Linked DNA regions of Mus musculus: all the other regions are linked to region 1. A link is a contact called in public HiChIP or PLAC-seq and promoter capture Hi-C data. All regions are on one chromosome and are shown on one strand. Each heading gives the region's core, a stretch centred on a gene start, on an enhancer-like site or on the middle of the called end of the contact. The rest is flanking DNA. Distances are from core to core; before and after follow the strand shown.

Region 1 (2,960 bases), core at 247-2,746:
TCAAAGTCAGAGATCTGCCAGCCTCTGCCTCCCTGCTGCTGGGATTGAAGGCCTGGGCCACTGCCACCCAGCTTGGCTCTATATTTTGTTATCACTTTATCTCAGCAACCTTTTCTTCGAAGTGACAGGAAGAAGGAGGAGGAAGATAGAAGAGGCGAAGAGAAAATGTAATGAGAGCTGGGGAACAGCTCGACGATACAGTTCATGCTTAGTGTTTATACAGTTCATGCTTAGTGTTGGGGACTTGATCCTCAGCAAATAAGACCCCAGCAGGGATGTATGTGTCTCATCTACCTGCGATCAATGTCTCTCAAATGTTGATTTGGGAAGCTTTGTTACATGTTCTTATAAGTTAATTTACTGGATGTAAAACATTTTTTTCTCACTGTGGGTTAAAACAACAAAACAAAACCAACCAGGAAGGGTGGTACTATGAGGTGGATGTGTGAGTGCTCTGGCTTCAACAAGAGTCTAAGGGTCCACTGCAGATGGGGTGTGGGGTTTCCTACCCACGCAGGTCTCAAGCCAGCGTGAATTCCCTCTGAGTGCTACGTACAGCTTGCCTAAGTTAGTCGTTCGCAGAGGGCCTGGAAGAGAAAGCTAAACCTACCTGTGGTGCCTGTCAAGCACGGCCCCTCATACAGGAGGAGATGAAGCAGAGACCAAGCAGGGTCGCTAGGATGCCAGCGTGCAATTCTGCCCACCTGAGGCGCAGGCTAAAATGCAGATTCTAGGCACACACACCCCGCCCCCCGGGAAATAGCAAATGTAACTAGGGACGACCCTAGGGATCTGCTTTTGATAAAGGCTCAAACACGCCTGTCTGAAGCTGAGAGGATCAGGGAAGCTCTGCGAAACATTGGTGAAGATTAACAGGGGCTTGAGATGACATAATGACAATTCCCTCTAGGAAGTGCCAGGTAACCCAACTCCTGCCAGGTCGTCGACTCTCGAGAGGCGATGGATGGCGGGCGAGGGCCTGAGGTGAAGGCGATGCGCTCACTGGGGGCCGGGCACCGCGTATCCGACAGCTACACTTGAGACTCACCATGCCAGACTGTATTGAGAGATGTATAAGCTCTTTACGGGGCATTTCACAGTAGCACTTCTGATTGGCTTTAGGGCAGATCTATCACTTATCTGCTGGGTTAGAGGTGGGTGGAAGGTCAATTACGACCAATACAAAAACACTTCTCGGCTAAGCCCCTCCTCACCCAGCTTCCTGTTGCTGTCCATCAACCTCCTAGCAGGCGGGACTTTGCCTCCCGCCAGTTGGCTAAAGGATACGTCGTTCATTCCCCCGTTGATTTCCGGTTGGCGACTCCTACCGTCTATCAATGACACTTCACAGTTCTATTGGCCAGACCAACGTCACTCTAGATGCTTCCCAATGATTGGTTGAAAATGCTGTCGGTCCCCAATGTACCAAGCGTTCATTGGTAAAAGCTGCCGTCGCTCGGGCGGTGGCGGGCTCCGGGATTGGCGGGTGCTAGGCGGGCGGTGTCAGGCTCTCGGTGGCGGCGGAGGCGGCGGAGGCCAGGGAGGAAGATGTCGTAATGAGCGGTGGGTCCTGGCGTCTGCCGGCGGCGTCTTCCCGGCCCTCAAGGGTCGGGAAGACGGACAGAGGCCTCGGGGAGGGGAGGCCGGAACCGGGGGTGCCCCCCTGGGACTGGGACTGGCGCCGGGGCCCGGCTACGGGAGGGGCGGGGGAGGAAGGATTCCCGCCCGGAGGAGGAGCGCGGCTGGCCGGCCGGGCGGAGGCACCCGGAAGGGGGCGTTAGACTCCCCGCCCCTCGGAGCCCCGGGCGGGAGGGCGGCGCTTCCGGGGCTGGCAGGCGGCGGGGGCAGCAGGGCGAGCCTGATAACCCCCTTCGCCCCCTCAGCTTGGGTCGCGCCGGGCCTTCAGCCTGCGCCCGAGTTTGCTCCACGCAGGCGGCCGACGCCCCCTCGGGCTCGTCCTGTGGGCAGCCCAGGCTTGGGACCCAGGTGGTGCCAGTCAGATGGGCCCTGCTGGTCTGAACTGCAGCCTGCTGGCCGGGCCACCGCAGTCCCAGAGGGTGGCAGGATTGGAGGGAACGCCCTAGGCAGATGACTGCTGAACGAAAAACCGACTTTTAATGTTTATACCTGGATCCTTGAGCCTGCGGCTAGTATCTGCAAGCTCTTGGAATTTTAGAAGTTTGGAGAACTTGTGGACAGAGCTCCCAGGCTATGGCCCGATGCCCCTTGCGGGGGGTGGGGGGGTTGGGCAAAAATGCACTGGAATTCCAAAAAAGCGTAGGCGCTATCGCTCGTAACAGATGACCTAAGAAATAAAATAGATGCTTTTCTTCATCCGCGTTGCTGGCTTAAGGGTGCTCAGAATCTTCCCTTCCTTCTTAGGTTTCTTTCCCAGTGCCTTATTCTAGTTTTAGTAGAAAAGGAACTGTCTTTTGCGCTGGGCGACTGAGAAACCTGTCCTCTCTACATTCCTTGGTTTTGATTCTAATAGCCTGTCATGTTTAATCGTTTCATAACTAACATGATCCAGGGGGACTCTGTTTGGTTTTTTCTCCTGAACTTTCCCCATTTTTAGGAGGTTACAGGATTATTACATATCAAAATAAAAGTTTGGGCCTGTAGAGGCCTGTCAACGAGGAGAGAGGCAGACCATAGCCAGTGGTCTGTGAGCCAGGAATTGGCCCAAGGGTCCCCTTTATACAGATTTCATTGTAGAAAGGCGATTAACTTTTCAGTGTGTACTGGCAGGAACAGGCTACAGCTGTTCCATGCTGTGCCCTAGAAGGCCCTTGGCATTACAGAGGACAAAACCCTGAGTTGAGACACCCCCCCCCCACCCCCCTGTGGTGATGAAGGTTGAATCCACAAATGTTGGACAAGCACCTCTACGGCTGAGCTGTCTTGGAGGGCTAGAAAGGTTAGGGTGAGCCAGCTCACAGTGAACTGGCACAGGGGATGAC
Region 2 (2,960 bases), core at 313-2,812, 1.2 Mb before region 1:
TGAAGTCAGGCCAGTCTGACCATGCATCCAGGCCCCGAGCAGCCAGAGCTACAGGAGCCCTGTCTCAAAACCAATAAGACAAACAGCAACAAAAGCCTAAAGTACTGCGGTCCTCTTTTTAAGAATTTTAGATATTACTTTAACAGTTTCTGTGCTTGATATAGGTTAAGTCCTTATTTATTTACTATAAATTGTGCATTACCTCTGTACAAATGGGAAACAAATTAAGCTCAATTTAGATCAATATACTGTTAATTTCTGTACAGAGCCAAGCTCAACATGGTAAACGATGATAATGTTTTCCAAAAATCATCTTCTTTGTGTGTGTGAAGTCATTCTTTTTTTGTTTTGTTTTTGTTTGTTTGTTTGTTTTGTTTTTTGGGTTTTTTTTTTTTTTTTGGTTTTTCGAGACAGGGTTTCTCTGTGTAGCCCTGGCTGTCCTGGAACTCACTCTGTAAACCAGGCTGGCCTCCAACTCAGAAATCTGCCTGCCTCTGCCTCCCTAGTTCCTTTCTTTTTCTTTTATTTATTATATATATATGTATGTATGCGTGTATATGTGTATATGTATGTGTGTGTGTGTGTGTATATATATATACTGTACCTGTCTTCAGACACTCCAGAAGAGTGAGTCAGATCTCATTACAGATGGTTGTGAGCCACCATGTGGTTGCTGGGAATTGAACTCAGGACCTCCTGAAGAGCAGTCGGTGCTCTTAAATTAACTGAGCCATCTCTCCAGCCCCTTCTTTCTTTTTTTTAAACAACATAACTGCTTCTGGTTCTTCAGGAAATTTCACCTTCCCACTTTCTCTAGGAATTAAACCCAGGACTTCAGACATGCTAATCAGGTATGTTGCTGGTGAGTTACAAGTCTTGTCATCTTACAAATCTTACTTTTTTGTTGTTTTGTTTTGTTTTTGTCCAGGCAAGGTTTCTCTGTAGCCTTGGCTGTCCAGAAACTTTGTAGACCAGGCTGCCCTCATACTCAGAGATCTACCTGCCTCTCCCTTCAGAGCGCTGGGATTAAAGGTGTGCGCCACCACCAGGCAAACTCTAAACACCCAAACACTAAAACTCACTGGAAATCTTTCAGTAGAGATTATTTTGTAAGGACCGGTTTTCACTATCCCCTTCCTCATTGGGATTATAGGAGTGTGCCACTTTTCCAGGTGCTCAAAGAGCAAACATTTTGTTTCGTTTGAGACAGGGTTTCTCTGTGTAGCCATGGCTGTCCTGGAACTCACACTGTAGACCAGGCTGGCCTCGAACTCAGAGTTCCGCCTGTCTGCTGGGATCAAAGGCTTGAGCCGCCACCACCGCGGGACGGAAGAGCTAACGCTTTTAATTTACAAATTGTGTAACTGTCGGGATGCAAACATAAACTTTCAGAGAGATGTCAACTCTGGGCACACACCCTTAGACGCCAAGGTGTGAATTCTGAGCCAATCGGAGCCGGGCCTGCTAGAGATCCTGCGGGGAGGACGAAATCAGCCAACCTCCGCGAGACTTTGGTGCGGTTCCTTCTTCCTCCGTCTCACAGGAACACGATTAATCTCGCGATCTTTGGGAAGTTCCGTTGGGGAAGATGGCGGCGGCCGCGAGCACCCTTCTCTTCTTGCCGCCGGGGACTTCAGACTGAGCCTTCCCCGGAAGAGTCGGGGCCGCTGGTGCGCCGCTTCCCCGGAGCCCAGGCTAACTTGGTTCCCCTCTGAGTGGCGGGGAAAGGCTCCCCGGCTCGTGGCGGACCCAAGACCTCCCCGCTGTCAGGATGAAGGCTCAGGGGGAAACCGAGGGTGAGTGACTGGGGGGTGGCGGGGAAGGAGGGGCGGTACACCGCTGCGGCGAGCCAATCCGAGAGAGGAGGTGGGGACCCACGCCCCTCCAGGGCCACCGTGCGTGGGACCGGATCCTGGTGGAATGTGCATCTTAGATCCCGACCGAGCCCTACAGATGCTGGAGCGCCTCCTCCGGGGCGCTGCTCCCCCGTCTCCTCCACTCGTGAAAGGTTTTCTGCGGGACGAGGGACGAGGAAGTTGAGCCTCAGGGTACTTTGAGCTTAGCCCGGTGGGACCCAAGGAGAGGGAAACTGAAACTTGTTGATGCTTTGTTCCAGGAGAGATCGCTGAAGATGACACTAGAACAATGTAATGTCAAAGTAATGGAGGGTGTTTTAGCCGGAGTGACTTGCTTGGTTCGATCTTCATCATAGTAAAAGCGGGCCGTTTATTACTTGGAAGGTCATAGTGTTCAAATACTGTGCTGTGTCTTTACGAACTGCTTTCAGTTGTGCACGACCGGTGGCTTTAAAGCTTGGGGGAGAGGTGTTCAGAACTATAAACTGGCAGGAACAATCCCCAAACCAGTTTCCCAGTTGAGGGAAGAAAAGGGAAGGGATAGAATCTTCTTTGTTTCTTGAGACAAGGTCCCCCTGCCTCAGCCTCCCAAGTGCGGGCTTACACACCTCTCGGCCAGCTAAGAGTTTGATTCTTGGTTCAGATACTCCCTCCCACGACCTGGACTGGCTTATCCAAAAATGAAGTCTCGACATTTGTAGCAAAGTGGACGATACTCAAAATAAGCCATATTAAGATAAATAGCACATTTTCTCTTATGAGGAATCTCGACGTAGGTATGTGTTGGTGTGTGTTGGTTGTGAAAACATGGGACCATGTGGGAACAAAGGAGGTCTGCAGGATAGAAAGGTTAGTGGAATATGAAATGAAGTGAGAGGTTTGGCTGTTTGGAGGTTGGGGCAGTGTGGCTCTCAGAGGGAGAGGACTTGGACCAAGTATAATGGCCTATATGTATAAGAATGCCAAAATGATATGCATTGCTTTGTATGTTAATTTAAAGATAATTTAGAGGCTGGGAATGTAGAGCAGTGGTTAGAGTAATGTCTTCTTGTCCATGGGTTCAATTCCCAGCACCAAAAGAAAAGGAAAAAGGGAGCCAGGTGT
Region 3 (2,960 bases), core at 281-2,780, 1.2 Mb before region 1:
TCAAAAAAAAAAAAAAAAAAAAAAGGAACATTTTATTTTAGGGACTATAAATCATAAGTTTTTTTTAAAAAAGGTTCACAACATTTTGCTCTTTTAGTTTTTAAAGAGGACCAGCCTTTCTCTCTTTTTGTACACATTTGCTTATTTCATGTATGTGGGTATACTGTAACACTTTTGCTCTTAAAAGTTCATCTTTTTCAAGTTCTAAAACTAAGTAGAAAAGGTCTGACGACAAACTCGTAATTGCTTTGAGCATAAAATTGGAAGCAGTATTAAGGTCTAATTAGGACGGCTGGGATTTATGGTAGTTTTTAATATTTCAGGTTTGGTACATTTTGTAATGTCTCTGACGGAGCAATTTCACTCTCGGTTGTTTCATAATTCGTGGAAAATAGGTCATAGATTTTGGAAGTCTTGAAGGCTGGAGTTAACAAAAAGATGACAGACTACCTTTTATACTAGGAGCGAAATCCAATGGAAGAGTTTCCTATGGGCAACCGCCCCCGCCTACTCGCTCCTACATGCTTGTTTCTCCCGCCGAAATGGCGTCACGCCGTGGCTCTCACGAACCAGCTCTCCGATTGGAGGGTGAGCAGCCGCTGCAGCCCATTGGGCGCCAGCGGCCGGAGGGGCGGGGACGCCAATGGCCCTTGTGCCTTGCCCGCCCCCACCCGATTGACGCCAGCCCCTCCCCCGGCCCAAGGAATGGGTACTGGGCTGGGGCATTGCACCCCCTGATCCCGAGGTGTAGCCTCGCTGCCAGCTCCTGTGCAGAGCTGGCGCTACGTCCTCCTCTTAGCGCAACCAGCTCCTGCCTTCTGGAGCCTGGCACTGAGAGCCATCCGCCCCGCAGGGGCCCCCCAGGCCTCCCTGCAGCACCCCGTAATGCAATTCACCGGGGTGGGGGAGGCGGCGGCAGCACCTACGGCGGCAGCGGCGGCGGCACTGCCCCAACCTAGAGACGTCTAGAAAGAGGAGGAAAATGGCTCCGAGCAGGGACCGCCTGCTGCACTTTGGGTTCAAGGCGACAGTGAGTGATAGAGGACGGGAGCTGGGTGGTCAGAAAGACGTGGGTGCCAGCTCAGGCCGCCGGGGAAGTGATCAGATCAGAGCTGGGGACCCTAGGCTGAAAGCTCAGGTTCCGCGTGGGTCGCTACGTGCCAGTGAGCCCTCGCAGTGCTGGAGGGGATCCGGTGATGTTCCTGTCCCTGTTCTGCTCTTCTCGCCGGTCCGCGGGCACGCGCGCACTCGCACCCGCCCCACAGCACACACACCGTGCCCCCCCCCCCCACGCCCGCGCGCGCACCGAAGCAGGCGCGCACTTGGGCACTTCCCTGCTTCTCCTTGTCCTGGTGGGCTGGCGCCCGGTCACCCCACGTTCCAGGCGCTCGCGGGCTCACCGTCCGGGGCTGCGCCGGGTGGGGGAGGGGTGGGCTCGCGCCGCCGCCGCCGAGCGCTCCTCCCCTCCCCCGACGTTCCGAGGCCCGGGCGGCTCTGCCCAATGAGGAGCGGCGTTGCTGGCAGGTGGGGAGTGTTTTTGTTTTGGGTTGAAGTTGAGGCTTTGGAGAGGACCGAGCTAGCGACTGGCAGTCGTCGCGGCCGCGGACGCCGCGGGCGGTGGTGGAGGCCCCCGCGGGACTCGAGCGGTCGCTCCTCCGCGTCGGCCGGGCGAGCCTCGCCTTGCTGCCGCCGCCGCCTCCCGCTCCCGGAACTCCGGGGCCTGCCCTGGCCCCTATCTTTGCACTCCGCACGCCGCAGCGCCCTGCCCGGGCCGCACCCGCCGGCCCCATGAGGAGGGACGTGAACGGAGTGACCAAGAGCAGGTTTGAGGTGTGAGCTCGGAGGGGTCTCGGGCGGCGGCGAAGGCCAGCTCTCGCACCCCAAACAGTAGCTCGACCGGAGCCTCCTCCCTTGTGCGGCCCGCCACCCGCCCCCGATGCGGCCGCCGGCGTCCTCCCCTGCTTGCGACCCGCAAGCCCCGCGCACCGGCTTGCCTCGCCTTCCGGGAGGTTCGCCTGCTGCCCCTTCCACCCGCGGGCCCTGGCCGGGATTAGCCCTGGCGCCCTAAATCCCCCCTCCCCCATAACACCCAGCTTCCCATTCTCTGCCCAGCCCTTGGCTAGCCTCCTTCCACCACGCAGTGAAAGCACTCAGTCCCCGACTGGCCAGCGCCTGCTGCCTTCGTGAATCTCCACCCGAGCGGGAATCGATTAGTCCTCGGTGGAAGTAGGAAGTTGGGGGTGGTAGTAAACTGGGACGATAGAGGCGACTGTGGGGTTTTCGTGCTGTTTGGATATTCTAATACTTCCTCTTCCCCGTGTAGTCTAATACTTTTGTGGTTCATTGTTTATTGGGAACTTAGATATCTGTTCCGAGAATGCGAGGAAGGTCTGAGAGCCTTCGGAGAACCCATTCCTGGTTTGTTTTGTTTTGTTTTTTTGTTTTGTCTTAAGTTTGTCCTCTGAAAAGGAGGTTTGTAGTCTTGGAATGGAACCGTACATAGTCAGAAAGATCTTTAAAAGCGAGTTCACGACTGAGAAAGGGATTCCTTTGGGAAGTATCCTAAGTACTGGTGAAATGAAATACAGTAGTTTGGAGATGTGCTGGAGGTTTCATTGGTAGGCCGAGAGACAAAGAAACTTACACAAGAGAAAATGTTACCTGGCCTTTTCTGGCAGAGGCTCAGGCTGACTGACCTGTGCTGGGCCCAGGCTCAGTGTTCATCTCACTTGCTGGCTTCCTGTCTCCTCTCTCTTGTTGTATTTTTAACACCCAGTGTTTCCCTTCAGCTCCCTTTAAAAGATAAATTTGAGACAAAAAGTTTGTGGGCTTCGGGTGAAAGTCTCACCTAGGGGCGAAACTTCTGTATAGTCTTAGTATTTCTTGAAAAAGTATTTATAGTTATAAAGTTAAGGTAGGAGGGAGAGCTGTGGAGAGACTGTAAATTCAGACTTAGTATG
Region 4 (2,960 bases), core at 125-2,624, 1.1 Mb after region 1:
TGAGCCTCGCACACAGGTTATTTCTTAAACTCTTGTAGAGGACTTATACAATAGCCATCATTATGGGGCCAAGCCTCACTATATTATAATAAACAATACATAGTCCAGAGCATCCTTGAAGCAGCCTCGAGGCACAGATGGATGTCCACTAGGGTAATGCTCCGAAGGTGAACTGCTGAGTCAAAGTGTTGACTGACCTGCAGAAACACATTTAGGGAAAATGAAAGACTAGACAGTGCAGAAGTGGGGATTTTGTTGTTGTTTTGCGGGATATGTGTGTGTGTGCGCGTGGTGTGTTGAATGGTGGGTGTCTGTTGTTAAAATTCTGACTGGGTTTTTCTAAGGATCGGCACACTAGAAGTTTCGGTAGTCCGGCCTTTTGAAGCGCGGGGGGAAGTGCTGAATTGGAAGCGCCAATCTCCCTACAGATAATTTGCATAGCGCGGAGCAGGGGCTGCGGCATCCACGTGCGGCGCACTCTCCAGCATCCCCGTCTGTACCCCAGGTTTCGTCCGGGGTTTGAACGGCTGTGCCACCACGTGCCAGTCCGCGTCCTTCCCCGCTGGGCCAAAGCGTCCTAGCCACAGCCCTCCTGATATAAACGCAGAAAACAAGTAGAAAGCCCAGGCTGCGTGCGCCGAACCTCCTGCCCGGAGTCCGGGACCGGAGCCGGCTTTCTCCGGACTTGGTCCGATCGGACGACCAGCCGCCCTCGAGACTTGGGGTCAAGAGCCGGGACCCTTGGAGGATCACCGGAAGAGGTGACAGACACCTCGGGGCCCATGAACGTTTGGAATTCGTAAGGACATGAGAATCTCGGTGGTTCCGTGTCTGCCCGCCATCGCGGCCACCGGCCACGGGCCCAAGCCAAGTGTAGCGAAGCTTAGAAAAGGTTGCCCAACGTCATGTGGCTTGAGAAGGCTGCCGGGCGCCTTAAGCCGCCAGCAGGTCCCATGGTGTAATGGTTAGCACTCTGGACTTTGAATCCAGCGATCCGAGTTCAAATCTCGGTGGGACCTCACTGAACCTTTTTTTGGCCTTAGAATCCCTGTTTTGGGGCCTGCAGGAAGTAGCAACCAACCCGAGCCTCCGCAGGGAATGCACTGACCTGTAGAATGGACGTTCAGCTTCCCTCCCTGTGTCTCAACACGATTACATTTCAGGAACAGCCTGGGCTGGGAGGCACTGCGCACGCGCGCCGAGTCGGGCGGAAAAATAAACGAGTTGATGGAAGACTGAACATAACTTTACCCAGGAGGGAAAACGAAAGAACCCGAAGGATCCCGAGGCTTTCCTGTCTGAGTACCGCTGCACACACCGCGCCTCGGAGTCCCCGCCCCCTACCCTCTGATTGGCTGCTGTGCAGAACGCGCGGTAGGATTGCTTTGTGAGCCGCGAATGAAGTGGCCGGACGGGGCCGGGGGGCGGGTAAGTGGTGCCAGGGGACCTCTGATTGGGTACAAGAGAGCGATTCCCCGAGGCTTGTGCGTTTAGGGGTCATAAACCCGTGTTTTGGTTCTGCATTGCTCACCCAGCGAGGTTGTGTTTCAATTAGACAACAGTCACTTAGTCAGGCTGGCAGGCGATCAGTACAGTTTCTCACCGTCCATGAGGTGTTTCTCCGAGAGAAGGGCAGGAATCGCTAAGGATTTCTTTAGCTGCATCGCGCCGCGGGTGGAAAATATGTACAGGGAGTATTGTATCTTCTTTGGATTAAGATCTGGGATTTGTGTTCGTCCCTGTGGGATAAATGACGAGGGAGCCTGCTGACGCATTATGGTCTCCCTACAGAGTGATTGGCACGGTGGCTATAGGTTCTCACCCTTGGGAGGATGCCATGGAAACCAAAAGGAGCCTCTCCCGACTCTCCGATTAATTCTCTAAGCATGCCTCTTGCAGACACAACCCACGCACTCTTTAAAACATCTGAATGGATCAGTTTGAATGAACCATCGCAACCTCAAAAAGATCAAGACGTGAGAGGAGGCACACTTGCGCTACCAGAAAATAAAGATGCTTGTTAACTGTACATTAAAGAAATTAAGATAATGTCTGGATGGATAAACATACCGATGGAACAGAATAGGGAAGCAAGATGCAGCCTCACCTTTATGCATAGTTTATAATAACAAAGGTGTCACAAATTTAAATAATAATAAAAGGTAGCACAACAGAGTTAGGGGAAAGGACCTACTTGACATCCTGCTGTGTGCTTGCTTATAGGGAAAGAATATGAAATCGGATTCTTGTTAACACTAAACACAGCAGAAAGTCCCAAGAGAATTGTTGACCTGAAAGTGACAGAAGCGGTGAGCTTGGCTGACGACATAGGGGAATGCCTACACCTCAGTTTAAACAAAGCCCGAATAAAACGCACAGACGAGGACTGTGCTACTCCAAGTACCATCAGAAGAGTGAAAATATCTGGGCCTGTTGCTCAATGGTGAACTGCAAGGCACTCAGGGCCTGGCATACTAAGAGAAAAGGTAAGCCACAGACTAGGGATATGCATGTGTAATGCATAAATAGCAAATAAATCTAAATAAATTCTCAAAGCCTGTAAGAAAACTGCCTGCCGAAAAATAGCAAAACCTGTGCTAGGGGCATAGCTCAGCAGGTAAAGAGCTTGCATGCAACCATGCTGGACCTGAGCTCCATCCACAGAACTCATGTCAGAGCTGGGCATGCTGGGGATTGTAGTCCTAATGCTGGGGAAGTGAAGGCAGAAGGGTCATTGGCCAGCCAATGAGAGAACCTGTCTTTAGAAAGAAAGAAAACACCTCACATTGACCCTGGCTTCCACATTCATACCAACATATGCACGCCTTTAATCCCAGCACTTGGAAGGCAGAGGCAGGCGGATTTCTGAGTTCGAGGCCAGCTTGGTCTACAGAGTGAGTTCCAAGACAGCTAGGGCTACACAGAGAAACCCTGTCTCGAAAAACCAAAAAAAAAAAAAA
Region 5 (2,960 bases), core at 274-2,773, 1.1 Mb after region 1:
AAAAAGAAAGAAAGAAAAGAAAAGAAAAGGAAAGGAAAGGAAAGAAAAGAAAAGAAAAGAAAAGAAAAGAAAAGAGGGAGATCAGACTTATGATGGAGTTGGAAAAAATGGCTTTATTCTTTCTTTTGAGTTTCTTGTATATTCTATGGCAATCCTGTCAGGTGTACAGCGGGCAAAGATCCTCCCTCCCCCACGCTGCATTCTACGAGTTATATATTCATCTAACTGGTGTGTAACTAAGGGTGACCCTGGATTCTGATCCTCCTGCCTCAGTGACTATATCTTTCTTACCCGGTTGGATATTTAGGATTACTTTGTTTTTAGCCGTACTTCCTTTCTGGGACACGGCAAGGTATACTATGTGTAAGCAGACGATTGCACACCGTCCTCTGCATACCTGAAACTAGCCGCATGCACGCAGTTTGGCAGGATCAGAACAACAGTAGGATCCCATTCTCGTCTCAACGGAGAAGAGCCCCCCCCCCCCGAAAACCACCCCCAACACCTTTCGAAAAGGGTTTCACAAACACAAATGCGGAACGATTTCGAGTGAAATTCGCTTTTTTCCTACGTCCAAGCAAAAAGGCATTATGTGGTCCGATAGGTCATTGTAAGAGAGATTGGGCTACGGATGCGGCTTTGTTTTCCTGTCACGACAATTTGCGGTAGAGTGTTAGGGGAAAGGTAAGGACAAAGGCTGAATTTGAGGGAACTGAAATTTGAGCTGTAGAAGGGCCCGAGATGATAGGGAGAGCTAGGAGTGGACTACGAAACTGTGTTTCTTTCTAGGGTGGACAGAAAAGCTTGATGACCCGGGGAGGCTGAGAAAGAGAATTAATTTGGAAAGAAGCGCAGGGGCCGGGTTGCGGGTTGCAGGTTGCAGCGAGCGCCCAGGTTATCCAGGCCGTGCTAGGACACGCCTTGAAGCCCGGAGGACCGCTCTGGAGCGAGAGCAGATAGAGCGGAAAGCCATTTGCCCGGATGAGGAAAGCGGTGGCACGGGATCGTACTTTCTCCAGCTTCACCTAGTTCATCCTGAAGTTTGGGTAAAACCCTGAATCCTCTCTATCTCCCTCTAAAAGACCTGCCCACCAAAGAAATGGGGGTGAGCAGAGATGGCTTGCATTTTTAGCCCCGAACCCAAAGGACATAAAATACACCAAAGTGGGTTGAGACGCTGCTTACTGTCTGATTATCCCCAACTTGCCTAGATTTCTTCACCTGAAAATCAAGCCACAGAACTGTCGTCGGGGCTGTTATAGTTTATACAAGTAAATAAAGCGTTAGAACCTGACTGTAACTCTTCTAGTAGGAAAAGCCTGGGCGTTGGTCACCGGAGGGATCATGTACCGGGACATAGGCTCCTGGCGCCGCACAGCCACAGTGGACCAACTTAAATAGTGTCAAAACCGTTGGAACACATCCTGGACGCGAGGCAAGGTCCAGCGCCTGGGCGGGGGTTGTGCGAGGTAGGCGGGCGCGGTCCCTGGGACTCGCAGCTCATTCCTGCTCGCGTCCAGACCTGCGGTAGGCAGTCTGCAGAAGTGGCTGGAGCGAGCTGCGATGACTTCCAGGTAGTGAGTGTCCCTGGGCCGGAGGAACGTGGGCACGCGGAGTTGGGGAGGAACAGGTGTAACGGCGGCAGCCAGCAGTGCTCAGACAGCAGGCAGCCGGCTGGTGGAGCCCGGGGAGTCTTCGCGTGGGTGACAAGGATCTCCCGGCACAGTGCGTGCCTTCCTGGCTAGACATCCCGCTCCTCTCTCCCGTCTCAGACGCTGCGCCGGCTCAAACCCGGAACCGGTTTTCCCATGGGAAAATCCGACTTGGAGGTTGATCTCCAGGGGGTGGGGGGCAAGTCCGAGCGTGGGGTCGTGTCTTGGGGGTGCCGGGTGCGCTGAACGGGGATCAGGCGCCTACCTGACTGAGTCTGGTACCCAGCTGTAGGATGTGGGTTTAGGCAAGTGTAAGAGCCTGGATCCCTGAGTCCTTTCCAGAGAGTTTTATAGCAGCCCTCACAGAGCCAATGGGTTTCAGAAGGTTGCATCAGGAGTAAGAGGCTCAGCTGTACCTCAATGCACCGCACAACACCGTGGAACGCTGAAGAGGCTGAACTTAGGCGTGTTCGATTAAGTTTTACAAAACACTCAGAAGGATCAGAAACGAGTTGTGTGAGTTAGAAATCATTTTGGTGTGTTACACACACCTCCTCAAAGTTTCTCTCTCTCTCTCTCTCTCTCTCTCTCTCTCTCTCTCTCTCTCTCTCTCTCTCTTTCTCTCTCTTTTTTCAAAAGCAAATGCAGTTAAAGGGAGGGGCATGTAGCTCTGATGGTGAAGTGCTTGCCTGACACTCAGAGGCCAGTCACTACTACTAAACTACCTGGAAGGCAGAGGGCCACAATTCTGAGGCCAGATGGACATCCGATCTGATCTCAAAACTTTCAAAGGGGCTGAGGAAGTTCCTCAGTGGTATACGGTTTGCAGACTCTGCACCAGGACCAGGTTTGGGGGGGGGGGGGTTGTTTGTTTGTTTTTAAAGCACACATTTGTTCCACAAAGGATTTAGGGAGAGAGTGGAGGAAGGCAGATATTGGGAGTCTGCTGTGCATTGCTAAGGAAGGGCTTCAGGAATCCCAGAGTCCTTCAATATTCTTTCTAGCTTCCTGCTTCCTGCATGTGGGAGGAGATAGGAGCTGGGACTTCTGTTTCATAGACTCAGTCAACTTGAATGATGCTAATGAACACAAGGCTGGCACATTTTGGGCCAGACTTTGTTTTTCCTTCACTTATAAAGAGCTAGAATTGTACCCTTAGATCTACGATTTTCATCTCTGAAGTCTGCTATTTTCCTGTTTTGACTATACAGTGCTGGCCAGTGTGGCCTTGGGGAAACATCTCTTCCAACTTCTGACTTTCTATTTCTGAAATGGGACAGTTTCCCTCAAAAACAAACAAACAAATAA

The links. Promoter capture Hi-C pulls out the DNA fragments that hold promoters and counts their contacts. HiChIP or PLAC-seq counts read pairs in DNA pulled down with a chosen protein or histone mark.
Region 2: a contact with region 1 is called in a promoter capture Hi-C map of pre-B cells, with 4 times the contacts expected there. The contact joins the promoter of Med1 here to the promoter of Sp2 in region 1. A contact is called at or near these places in 2 of 39 promoter capture datasets (liver and pre-B cells) and 1 of 115 datasets of contacts at active chromatin or transcription factors (pancreatic cancer cells).
Region 3: an H3K27ac HiChIP or PLAC-seq map of microglia shows a contact between it and region 1, with 6 times the contacts expected there. The contact joins the promoter of Fbxl20 here to the promoter of Sp2 in region 1. A contact is called at or near these places in 1 of 39 promoter capture datasets (liver) and 1 of 115 datasets of contacts at active chromatin or transcription factors (microglia).
Region 4: a FOXA1 HiChIP or PLAC-seq map of pancreatic cancer cells shows a contact between it and region 1. The contact joins the promoter of 4833417C18Rik here to the promoter of Sp2 in region 1. A contact is called at or near these places in 2 of 39 promoter capture datasets (hippocampal neurons and liver) and 1 of 115 datasets of contacts at active chromatin or transcription factors (pancreatic cancer cells).
Region 5: a contact with region 1 is called in a promoter capture Hi-C map of hippocampal neurons, with 4 times the contacts expected there. The contact joins the promoter of B4galnt2 here to the promoter of Sp2 in region 1. A contact is called at or near these places in 1 of 39 promoter capture datasets (hippocampal neurons) and 1 of 115 datasets of contacts at active chromatin or transcription factors (pancreatic cancer cells).

What each region holds. Positions count from the first base shown.
Region 1 is chr11:96,976,224-96,979,183 of GRCm38.p6, reverse strand. Sp2 (Sp2 transcription factor) reads left to right here and starts at 1,496. Exons shown (of 7, transcript NM_001080964.2): 1 at 1,496-1,563. The coding sequence starts at 1,557.
Region 2 is chr11:98,191,895-98,194,854 of GRCm38.p6, reverse strand. It overlaps Med1 (mediator complex subunit 1), which reads left to right and starts at 1,562. Exons shown (of 17, transcript NM_001080118.1): 1 at 1,562-1,796. The coding sequence starts at 1,772. It overlaps Gm38963 (a long non-coding RNA gene), which reads left to right. Exons shown (of 4, transcript XR_880193.2): 4 at 818-919.
Region 3 is chr11:98,148,186-98,151,145 of GRCm38.p6, reverse strand. It overlaps Fbxl20 (F-box and leucine-rich repeat protein 20), which reads left to right and starts at 1,530. Exons shown (of 15, transcript NM_028149.1): 1 at 1,530-1,830. The coding sequence starts at 1,789.
Region 4 is chr11:95,857,231-95,860,190 of GRCm38.p6, reverse strand. 4833417C18Rik (RIKEN cDNA 4833417C18 gene) reads right to left here and starts at 1,374. Exons shown (of 2, transcript NR_045187.1): 1 at 1,109-1,374; 2 at 1-197. Gm38959 (a long non-coding RNA gene) reads left to right here and starts at 1,740. Exons shown (of 3, transcript XR_880173.3): 1 at 1,740-2,486. It overlaps n-TQttg6 (a tRNA gene), which reads left to right and starts at 948; the gene lies at 948-1,019.
Region 5 is chr11:95,913,434-95,916,393 of GRCm38.p6, reverse strand. B4galnt2 (beta-1,4-N-acetyl-galactosaminyl transferase 2) reads left to right here and starts at 1,523. Exons shown (of 11, transcript NM_008081.3): 1 at 1,523-1,574. The coding sequence starts at 1,564.